Linked DNA regions of Mus musculus: region 1 is linked to region 2. Evidence: chromatin contacts called from public Hi-C data. All regions are on one chromosome and are shown on one strand. The core of a region is the stretch at or near the end of the contact, and the rest is flanking DNA. Distances in the headings are between cores, read along the strand shown. Region 1 overlaps Hivep2 (human immunodeficiency virus type I enhancer binding protein 2). Region 2 overlaps Aig1 (androgen-induced 1).

Region 1 (4,918 bases), core at 1,609-4,108, 270 kb before region 2:
AAAACAGGTAAAATTATTTCTTATCACCACCTCACTGTTGCCCACGCAAGGCCTCAGGATTTTGAGATACTTGTCCATGGTTATAAAGTGCTGAAGATGTTTATTGATTGGTTGGTTGATTGATTGATTGATTGATTGACTGACTGATTGATTGATTGATTGATTGATTTTCTGTATTTATGTATTTGGAGGGTTGAACCATCCAAGAGTTGGTTCTCTCCTGATACCATGTAGGTTTCTGGGATCAAACTCAGGTTGCCAGGCTTGGCCATAAATCACCTTTACCCATCCAGTCATATCAAAGGCCCTAAAGATTAGTCTTCTAATCCTCTGAGACCGATTTAGGCTCTTAAACAGATGGATACGCAGAGTGGGAATTTAAGAAGCTTCAAGAAAGACAACACAACCTGGCCATGGCATCTCATGCCTTTAATACCAGCTCTTGGGAGGAAGAGACAAAGGCAGGCAGATCTCTGTGAGTTCAAGGCCAACCTGGTCTACAGAGTGAGTTCCAGGACAGCCAAGGCTGCACAGAGAGACCCTGCATCAAAAACAAAAACAAAAACAGACAACGTACCTTGCAGTCATATGCACCCCATTTTCAAGGTCTTACTGACTCGTGTAAACCATTAAGAGCTAAAGACATGGGTTCATACTGAGATGCTATAACTGCCATGGCCCGTGACCCTGCAGGTCACCAGATCCCTTCATGGTGATTCGGTGCTGTCAGACGTGGAAAGAAGCTCAGTCCTGCACAGCCAGCACCAAAACCAAAACCAAAACCTATCTTACGCAGCTCAAACCACCGTTTTTCTTCACTCATTGTCTTAATTGATTTGGCTGTAAGAAGTGCCTGTTACTCTCTGATATCAACCTATCAGTATACTTGAGAGACTGTCTACACCTGTGTCCCTCTAGATGACTTGGCAAGCGGGTGCCATGACCTCTGTCTCTAGAAATGACCATCTATTCCTGCTGTCCTTGCTTAAGAGCAACAATGAAAAAAAAATACATGCTGCTCTTTTAAATTTTGCAGTAACATAATTATTGGAAAATGCCTGTAATTTTTCCAGGGAAAAATTAGCGTTTACTTTTCCTTTAAAAAATGTTCCCTGGTAGGTTGCCCGTGCTCCAGTGGATGGCCATGCACATATGAGCAATGCTAATTGGACCCAGTGGACTTAAAACCAAAACAAAAGGGCCTGGTGTTGGGAAGAGGGTATGGTATTAGAGACACCCAGGAGGAGAGGAGGGAAGGACTGGGAGGAGATATAACCAAGCACACTGTCCATTTGTACAAAATTCTCAAAGAATAAATATAAACACTCTATACAAATCTTCTTCATGATGAACTGGTTTTTTTCCCTTCTCATTTATTCACTGATTCATTCAACAAACAGACGTACAGTGCTGTGTGGCATGGTTCTGATGCCCACAGATCTCCGAACTACTGAAAACCAACTGTGACTGGTTGGTCCCATAACAAAGGACACACAGTGTCTGGATATTATTTAATGGCATGCTCTCTGAAATTCAAGACCGGAAGCCCCCAGAATAGGAAGTGTCCACCAGGCTAATATTTCATTTCTAACACTATCCAATGTCTCGGGGCAGCCTGAACCCAACTTTAAAATCATCAGTAAGGTGTTCTAGAAACTTTCCAAAGGAAGTAACTGGCTCAGCACTCTCACAGTCTCGCTTTGTCAACTGTGCCTGTCTACAGTGTCCATCTTGACAACTTTAGAGGGAAGGGAGAATGCACACAGGATAACGGGAACTCAGACCGTCTAGGGTCCAGGAGGAGGGGTCTCCTGGTGTGACACACTGGAGATTCCCATTTTCATCATTTGACGTACAAACAAGGACTTGGGGGTTTTGTGCTTCTCTTGTAACTAACCTTTTCTTAGTTTCATCACAAATTTGTACAGCATAGGTGGTCTGCTTTCTTTCTCTTTAAAGCTGAACTTGTCTGGTTATTTCTTACAGTCATTGGTCGTTGGGATCTCTATTCACAGTGACTATTCTTTTCTTCTCTTGGCAGACTGTGCATTTGGTAAAGATTGTGCTCCATGGCATGTCCAAATGGGATCGGAGGAAATATTTGCACGCTTCCTCTATTCCTTAGAAGAGGAGCAAGCCACAGCTGTTTCAATCTGTCAGCTCTCTAAGCCTGGGATGAAGGGGAAGGCTCTGCCCCACAGAAGCAGGAACTCTGACCTCGCTACCAAGAGCATCTCCCTGTAGCATTATGGAAAGCCTCACTTGTAATGGGTACCAGCTGGTCTATGCCACCTGCTCGCCTGTCTCTCATCTCCTCATCTTATTTAAAAAGAGTCACATTCCCCAAGTTCACTTTTATATCTAGCATTGGAAATCTGGACTGTTTCCCCTCTAGACGAATGTCACAAATGGTAACTGGCACTCGAAGCTACCCCTCCTAACGCTTACATAACCGGATTTAGAATTAGCCTAAGGCAATGTAATAAGAGTACCACAGAAACTGCCAACCGCGGATGGCACAGTTTCTTGCCAGATCGCCAAACTGAGGACTTGAGTCAATAGTGTATAAAACAGTCTTCCCCAACATAGGCCACAAAAGACCAGGAAGAACTATCAAATAAGCAAACATGTAAGAATAGCAAGACGCATTGTCTGGAGGCGTACACAGTGACCTGGCACTGCACTGACAGGGACACTCTCAATGGCTCCCGTCTTTGTCAGAGGCAGCAAGGTTGGTCCAGTTACTGGCAGCCACAGGGGGAAGAAAATTGAAAAGAAGAGACAGAAGAATTAAGTGAGTCAGAAGCATGGGCAGTCCTTGAGAAGGAAGTCCCAGCCTTTGGGAGAGGGGGAGAGGGAATTCCTGCCACAAGCCAGCAGGGGAAGTCCCCTGATAGGGATTGCTACTCACACAGTCACAGACTAGGAACTGGAATACTCACTATTTAGAAACTTAACTCTCCCCACCCTTGCGTTCCTACTTGGATCTTAAGTTCAGGCTTTGTGCTGCTGATAAACGTCTGGTTGGGGCTGGCAGATGCACAGGCTTCAGATTTCTTGATAGCCTATGGAGGCTTACAAGTGCAGACATTTTGCCTCCCAGGGGACATTGAGCAAGGGGCTCCTTCTGACTGTTAAGATTGGCAGGAGAGTAGGGTTGGGCTACTGTCATCCACTGGGTGGAGGACAGGGATGTTGGGAAATATTTTGCAATGCACAAGACAATCTCCCTACTGCAAGGAGTATCAACTCCACCATAAAGATATCACGCTTAGCAAAAAAAAAGGCCAGCCAAAACCAACGTACTGTTCAGACTCATCAAAGCGTGATACCTGATCTTTAATTAAGGATATGAAATTAAGGAGGCTGGCAGAGTACTCATCAATGTGGTGTCACCTGGATAAAAGTGAAGTTTTCTCTGGCAGGAACTCGGCATTCCTATGTACAGAGAAAGCACACCACAGCTGCTTCTTAAGTGTGTCCATAGACAACAACTGTGTTCCTCAGCCAGCTTCAAATGACAACCAGGAGCAGGAAGCAAACTCCAGACGGGCTGGATTACAGCCAGTCAGTATTAAAGCAATTAATTCTCCCCAGCAAAGGTCTTCCTGGGCCACTCTGCCACAAATGGCTACCTGACCCAGGCAGAGAATGTCAGCTCTCCCTGACCCCCTGTCTCTAGCTGAGAGTAGGTCACCTCCAACTTCCTTCACCAAGTCTCATCCAGCAGGAGGGGGCCTGCTTCCTTCTCACAGATAAGGAGGCAAGGATATGGATCCCAAGAAAGAAAATGAAAGTGAGCCGGGAACCAGGCTCCTACCATCTGCAAGGCAAGACTGCAGAGCCAGCCATCCCCTCCACCCTGACAGACAATGAATTATCCCACCCCCTCCACCCCTGCCAGAGAGTGAGCTATTCCACCCACCCCTGCACCCCTGCCAGACAATGGGCTATACCACCCACCCCCTTGACACCTCCACTCCTGCCATTGAATTATCCCACTCTCTCCACCCCTCATAACCCCTCCACTCCTGCCAGGCAGAGGGCTATCCCATCTACCCCCTCCACCTCTACCAGGCAGTGAGCTAACCCACTCACCCCCTCCACCTCTGCCAGACTGTGAATTATCCCTCTACACCTGCTCAATAAAGTCTCACACTTGAGAGAAAGGGTAACAGCAAGATAAGTTTGTGGTCAAATGATACAAAACTTTTGTGTTTACTGATCCTTTGGTGGGGAGCCCAGTATTGGGAATGACAGATGGGGACACTTTGCTCACACTATGCTAAGAAAAACAAAAGACATTTTCCTAAGAGTTCTCCTGAGTACTTTTTTTCTTTAAAAGAAATGTCTTTAATTTTAATTATGTATGTGCATGGCTGAGTGTGCAGATATGAGTGAGTGTAGTGCCCACTGAGGCCAGAAGAGGGCGTCAGATTCCCTGGAAGTGAGTTAAGAGGTGGTTGTGAGCTAGCTACCCTACATAGATCCTGGGACTCCAGTCCTTTTCCAACACCACAGCCCAAGTTTTTTATATTGTGCTCCATTCATAGGCTTAAAGGGAGCTGTCAAGATGGGGTAGTGCCGAAGGTACATTCTTAGGAGCATGGAAATAATTTTATTATATTTTTAAACATGAAAATGTACAGAAACCACCATGGAAGCGTGTACAAAGTGAATGCAATACCAATCCATTTTTTTTTTCCTGCCACTTCAACATTATCATAATGCCCCAGGGCTTTGTTTTCCCCACAGAAACACCAGATTTTAAGATGCATTTGAAATCTGAGTCTTGATAAAACATGTTTGTTTGCTAGTTCTGTTGTTAGCTTTTTTCCCCCCAGTAAGGGCTGGCACTTTTAGAACTATCTCTCATCTGCGTTTGAGTGTACTCAACAACTATTATCTCATTACTTTA
Region 2 (4,912 bases), core at 691-3,190:
ATATCTGCCTCTGTAAGTTAGGTGTACTTGGGAACCAAAAGGAGGGAAATGTACCTTTTCCAGATACTCCTATGTATATACCAACAAGTTCTGTGCTCACTTTTATAGTACAAAGAGCTTTGTTTATTCCCCATAATTAATATCTTAGGGAGGTTTACTATTTTATAGATTTGTGAAATTTCTTGTAGGATATAAGGATATGTATGTATGTATGTATGCATGTATGTATATTTGCCAGAAACCTGCAAGGGAGTTCAAATAAATTGTACCTGAACTAAAACCTAGCCGCCCTTCCAATGTCACTGCTTTTGCAGTATACACTCAAAATCAGCTGCTCAGCATGCCCATGGAACAGAATGACAGCTGGTAGGAACGGGGCACATACATCAAGTTTGATGATCTATGTTGGAAATAGACATTCTCATGCAACTGCTGGAACATGGTAGTCCCAATATTGCTGAGTGTTTTCTCTCTTTGTTCAGATATCAGCTCAACAGTTGAAACAGACTTAGAGTAACAGTTGTTCAACATGGATGGTCTGGAGGCTGGTAGCCCATGTTTTCTCATGAGGCTCTAGAGCCAGCTCTCTCATCTGGCTGCTGTTGGATCCTCTAAGTTTTATCATCATCTTTGTACAAGCCATTTGTAGGGAGCATGTGAAAGAAGAAAGCATCCCAAGTTGCACATCACCTTTGCTCACCAGAGTTGCCTGGTTCCACAGATACGACACAGTAGGGGAGTCAAAGAAGTAGCATTCTTAAGTGCCAGTAGTTGTACCTTTTAGAGGAAAGGGAATAAGAGCCACTGTGGGGCGGTGACAGACTTTGACACATACTTCCTTCCCACTCCTTGATGAAGGTGCTAATAAAAAAGTTCCAGAACACATGAAGTAGAAAAGGGAAGGAAAGAAGCCACGGAGACAAAATAGATTAAATGGGGAACATGTTATTGATTTAAGCAGGGTACTGGGGAAAAAGCTATTCTTTCTTATTTTATGTATATTTGAAACATTCTGCAATAGAAGTTAAAGAAATTCTGGATCTAAAAAATAAAAACAATCTTTGGCTGTGCTTCGGTGTTCACTGACCTCGTATGAACTCCATTGAAGTCCTTCCTAAAGTTTTCAGGGCGTTGTTCTTCTGAGTGAATATTTGTGCTCATCGATTTTATTTTTATAGAAAGAACTTGTTAACAGTTTGCTTTTGGGTTAATTAAATAAAACCTTCCTGATTTCTCCGTGTAGTAATAAAGGGGATGCCAGGTGAGTTTGATGAGGCCCCTTTCGGTGAATAGAATCTAGAATAGACGATAAGACATTCCCTCAAACCTCACTGAAGAAAAATAGACTAGAAGGCCTGTGTTAGATCACATCACACTGAAAAGATCAACAAAAGATTCTTGGATAGGATGTTCTAAACCGTGATGGAAAAGTAAGCTTTTGACCGATGCAGGTGGTTCAGAGAAAAGTCTGGGTAGAGACCACCAAGAGAGAGGCTCCTGGCCAAAGATCATGAGCAGGCCTCTTGCCGACAGCCAACACAGGCACGGGGATTTTATTATGAGTACCTAGAAGTCTCATTTAAAAACAAGACAGTAAATAAGGAAGAGGCTTTGCAAGACTGATGCTTGTACAGGGACTTGTAGCTGTGAGAGTCTGTTGATGAAACAAACATCTCTCACAGTGTTGGGATGTACAGGCTGATGTGGGTGGTGGATGGCTGAAGCTGATAGCCGAAGCTGGAGGCAGATGAGTTTGCTGCTAACGAGACTGGGGGGAAGATTGCTTTGAAAGCCAGGTTTGTTAGCAAATGGGAGTCCTGATGACTGCATCACAATGGAAATGATGTAATGATTTCAGTTGACATTAACGATGGTGTGAGTCATGGGTATAAGAATCTCTCTACTCTCCTCCCCTGCCCCTGCTCACACTCACACACTGAGTTCTCAGTACTATATTTGTGGGTATGTAGGTGTGTCCATGGAGACCAGAGGAGGATGTCACATGTCCCCCCTCCATCTCTTTTTACCTTATTCCTTTGAGGCAGGAATATAGCACTGATTTGGAGGTTGGGGGTGGGGACAGCAAGAGAGCTAGACTCACAACCATCCAGCAGCTCTCTTTACCAGGACTGAGGGGCAGAACTCTCAGGGACTGCCATGCTAAGTGCTGCTGTGCTATTCAGTATTTCCTACATCTCTTGACTCTGTGCAATTTTTAAAAACTTAATTGGCTCTTCCACAACAGTGTCTCTGGTTTTCTTCTAGAGACTACTCTAATTTCCTTGTAGGTCCCTCCTCCATAGAATACTCACAGGACCAAGGCTAGGCTCCAACCCAGTTTCCTAGCAGTCATGCACACACACACACACACATGCACGCACTCCTGCACACACACATAGGCACCACACTGCACACTTCCACTTTCTTAAAATATTTGAAGCATGAACTCACTTGGGTTGTAACTCACCATGTTACTCAAGATGGCCTCATACAACAGTCACCCTGCTTGGGCTACCACCTCCTCCCCTCTGAGCTGGGAATGTAAGTATGAGTCGCAATGATCCATTGGATTACTCAAGGACATTTTATATGCAACATCCAAAATTGAAACATGGACCCTTGTGCCCTTCCCAAACCTGCTGTCTGTCTCAGTAAATACCATCACCATCTCCTTTGCTACTCAAGCCATCAGAGAGAATCATTAGTTTACAAAGATTGAAACTCCATTCTACAACCCCACTGGGATGCCCTGAGCAAAAGCTATGGCTTTAGTAATGTTATTTGCCCAGAATGTTCCTTAATATAACTGAGTTGTATATATAGTCCCGAAAAATAGGAATTTCTGATGTAACTTCACTGTAGCCCAGCAGTTGGATACAGGCACCCATGACCTGTTCCTTCAAAGGTGAAGCTGGCTATGAACTACCAGCTGTAAAAGAAAGTTGTGGGCTACTTATGGTGAATAAGCAACCACATGTGGCAATAGCACCAATTCCAGTGGGCCACAGAAATCCGTGAAATGTGGATGTTCTTCTTGTCTAGAAATTAGAAATCTGTTGCAGCTGTCTGGTGAGGAATGGGAGGTCATTTTCTTCCAATTCCGTCAGGACAGAAGGGGAATGCAGTTAAAGCCCCTCCCCTCCCCCACATCACATGAGGCTGTTTTCTTGGGAAAGACAATGATTTAGAGAAATAGAAAGTTCTTTTACCACATTGGGAGCTAGCAAGGTATTGTAAATGTAGTTAGTGATGTCCCTACCCCTTTCCTACATCTTCTTCCACATCAAACCTAACTGCTGATGCCTGGATCTTCCCGTGCACCAGGGCACTGTCCGAGTGAGCTCACCGAAGTCCTAAGAAGCCCTGAGTTAATTATGTCGCCATAATCGAGAACTGAGGCCTGAGAAGCTGGTGATTGGCCCACGCAAGAAGCTAATGCAAAGCCAGGCTCCAAATTCAGCCTATGGCACTCGTAATGCTGTGTTGCAGAGAAACAACCTCTGAGTGTCTTCATTACCTTGCTGAGGTTGTGTTGTTGATGTAAGATGTACCACCAATATAATTTAGTAGCAGTTTTTAGTAGAGTTCTGGGAATAAAATAAGTACTCCCAAATCAGTGTAGTTAGACCGGGTTTCTCTTCCAAAACTCTAACCACTGTTTTGGGCTCTTTTCTTCTTGATAGTTCCCTTTTATCTCATGTCCAGAAGGCTTTTAGCTCAAGGTACAAGCTACTCGCAGAAAATGGGTAAATTCTTGGTTATCGTCTTCTGAAATCAGGTCTTACAACTCAAGAGATTGGAGAGTTGGGGTTTTGTTTTGTGTGCCTTTTAATAATAAGACAATTTTTCGAAAGGCAAACAGACACTCTTTCCCTGTGGAGGACAGCCTTTCAGTCCCATCAGCAGAAGATTTCGGGAGAAGAAAATATGACGTTGGACAGCCTTCCTGTCCCGGGGTTGACCAGTTAGACCTTGGCAGAGGAATCTCTTGTTTAGATGCTTTGGGCCCTCCTCTCCTTCACTTCTACTTCTGGGTCTATGAAGATTGGAGGGTGGAGTACCAGGATGGCTGAGGTGGTTGGTGGCTAGCCTCCTGGGCTCTCAAATGCTAAATCCAATAACATGGCCGCAGGCTTCCCAAATTTCATCAGAAAGGAAGACCCAGAACACAGCTGACTCATTTCCCCAGCAGTCTATACACAGCCTCACTGACACATTTCTGCTATTACGCCTGCCTCCACCTTTACGAACATCAGAATTGTCAGGGAAATCCCATGGTACAGGGGATCTGGATCTTGAATTCTGGAACATTCTCAGGAAGGAAGCAAACATGAAACAACATTCAACAGCAGAGTGTTTAGGATGGGTTGAGGATAGAAAGATCTGGATTCACGGTTTCCCCAGAGATTGTCCTGGGAGGGGAACAGAGGGCCTACGTGTCCTGGTAAGAGTACGCCATCAACAGATTTAATGAGGTTCCCTGTGCCAAGTAATGTCACCAGGGAGAGCAGTGTGGGTAGAAGTCCGACAAGGATGAGCAGGAGCAAGAGAGCCAAGGGCAATGATGGACCCGTAAGTGCTCCCCCACTGTGCCATGGTGCATGTGTCCCTTCTTAGGACTTAGATCCTAATATTCCATGAGGGGGCAGGGGAAGGAAAGCAGAAGTGGGAATTGGGAAGAGGGAGGGGAACTAGAGTGTCAAGTTGACTGTGCTTAAGTTAGAATTTAACAGAAATAGTGAACAATTGGATTTCATTTCCTGCCTGTAGTTTTAGAGGCAAAGTGGCCGAAGATCACATAGTTACACAACAAGCCTTTCAATGACACAGCCAGACAGCCTGGCTTTTATATGCATACTCTACACGGTCAAGCTGTGCTATACCATTCTCGACTCAACTCTGCTCCACTCAC

Evidence for each region. A called contact is a pair of places that touch in the nucleus more often than the background predicts.
Region 1: a Hi-C map of uterus shows a contact between it and region 2, with 3 times the contacts expected there. The contact joins two enhancer-like sites. A contact is called at or near these places in 1 of 15 datasets of contacts at CTCF or cohesin (the NIH/3T3 cell line), 3 of 484 Hi-C or Micro-C datasets (adipose-derived mesenchymal stem cells, myocytes and uterus) and 1 of 115 datasets of contacts at active chromatin or transcription factors (CD8 T cells).

The regions. Positions count from the first base shown.
Region 1 is chr10:14,046,626-14,051,543 of GRCm38.p6, reverse strand. All of the region lies in intron 1 of Hivep2 (human immunodeficiency virus type I enhancer binding protein 2), which reads right to left. Among named protein-coding and RNA genes, the nearest start is that of Gm51759, 78 kb to the left of the region's middle. Within about 2 kb of position 2,858, at least 107 of the 459 cell types and tissues checked have an H3K27ac peak or open chromatin away from gene starts, as enhancers often do. A contact at or near this core is called in the NIH/3T3 cell line and uterus, where this site is marked.
Region 2 is chr10:13,773,204-13,778,115 of GRCm38.p6, reverse strand. All of the region lies in intron 3 of Aig1 (androgen-induced 1), which reads left to right. Among named protein-coding and RNA genes, the nearest start is that of Aig1, 93 kb to the left of the region's middle. Within about 2 kb of position 1,940, at least 37 of the 459 cell types and tissues checked have an H3K27ac peak or open chromatin away from gene starts, as enhancers often do. A contact at or near this core is called in the NIH/3T3 cell line and uterus, where this site is marked.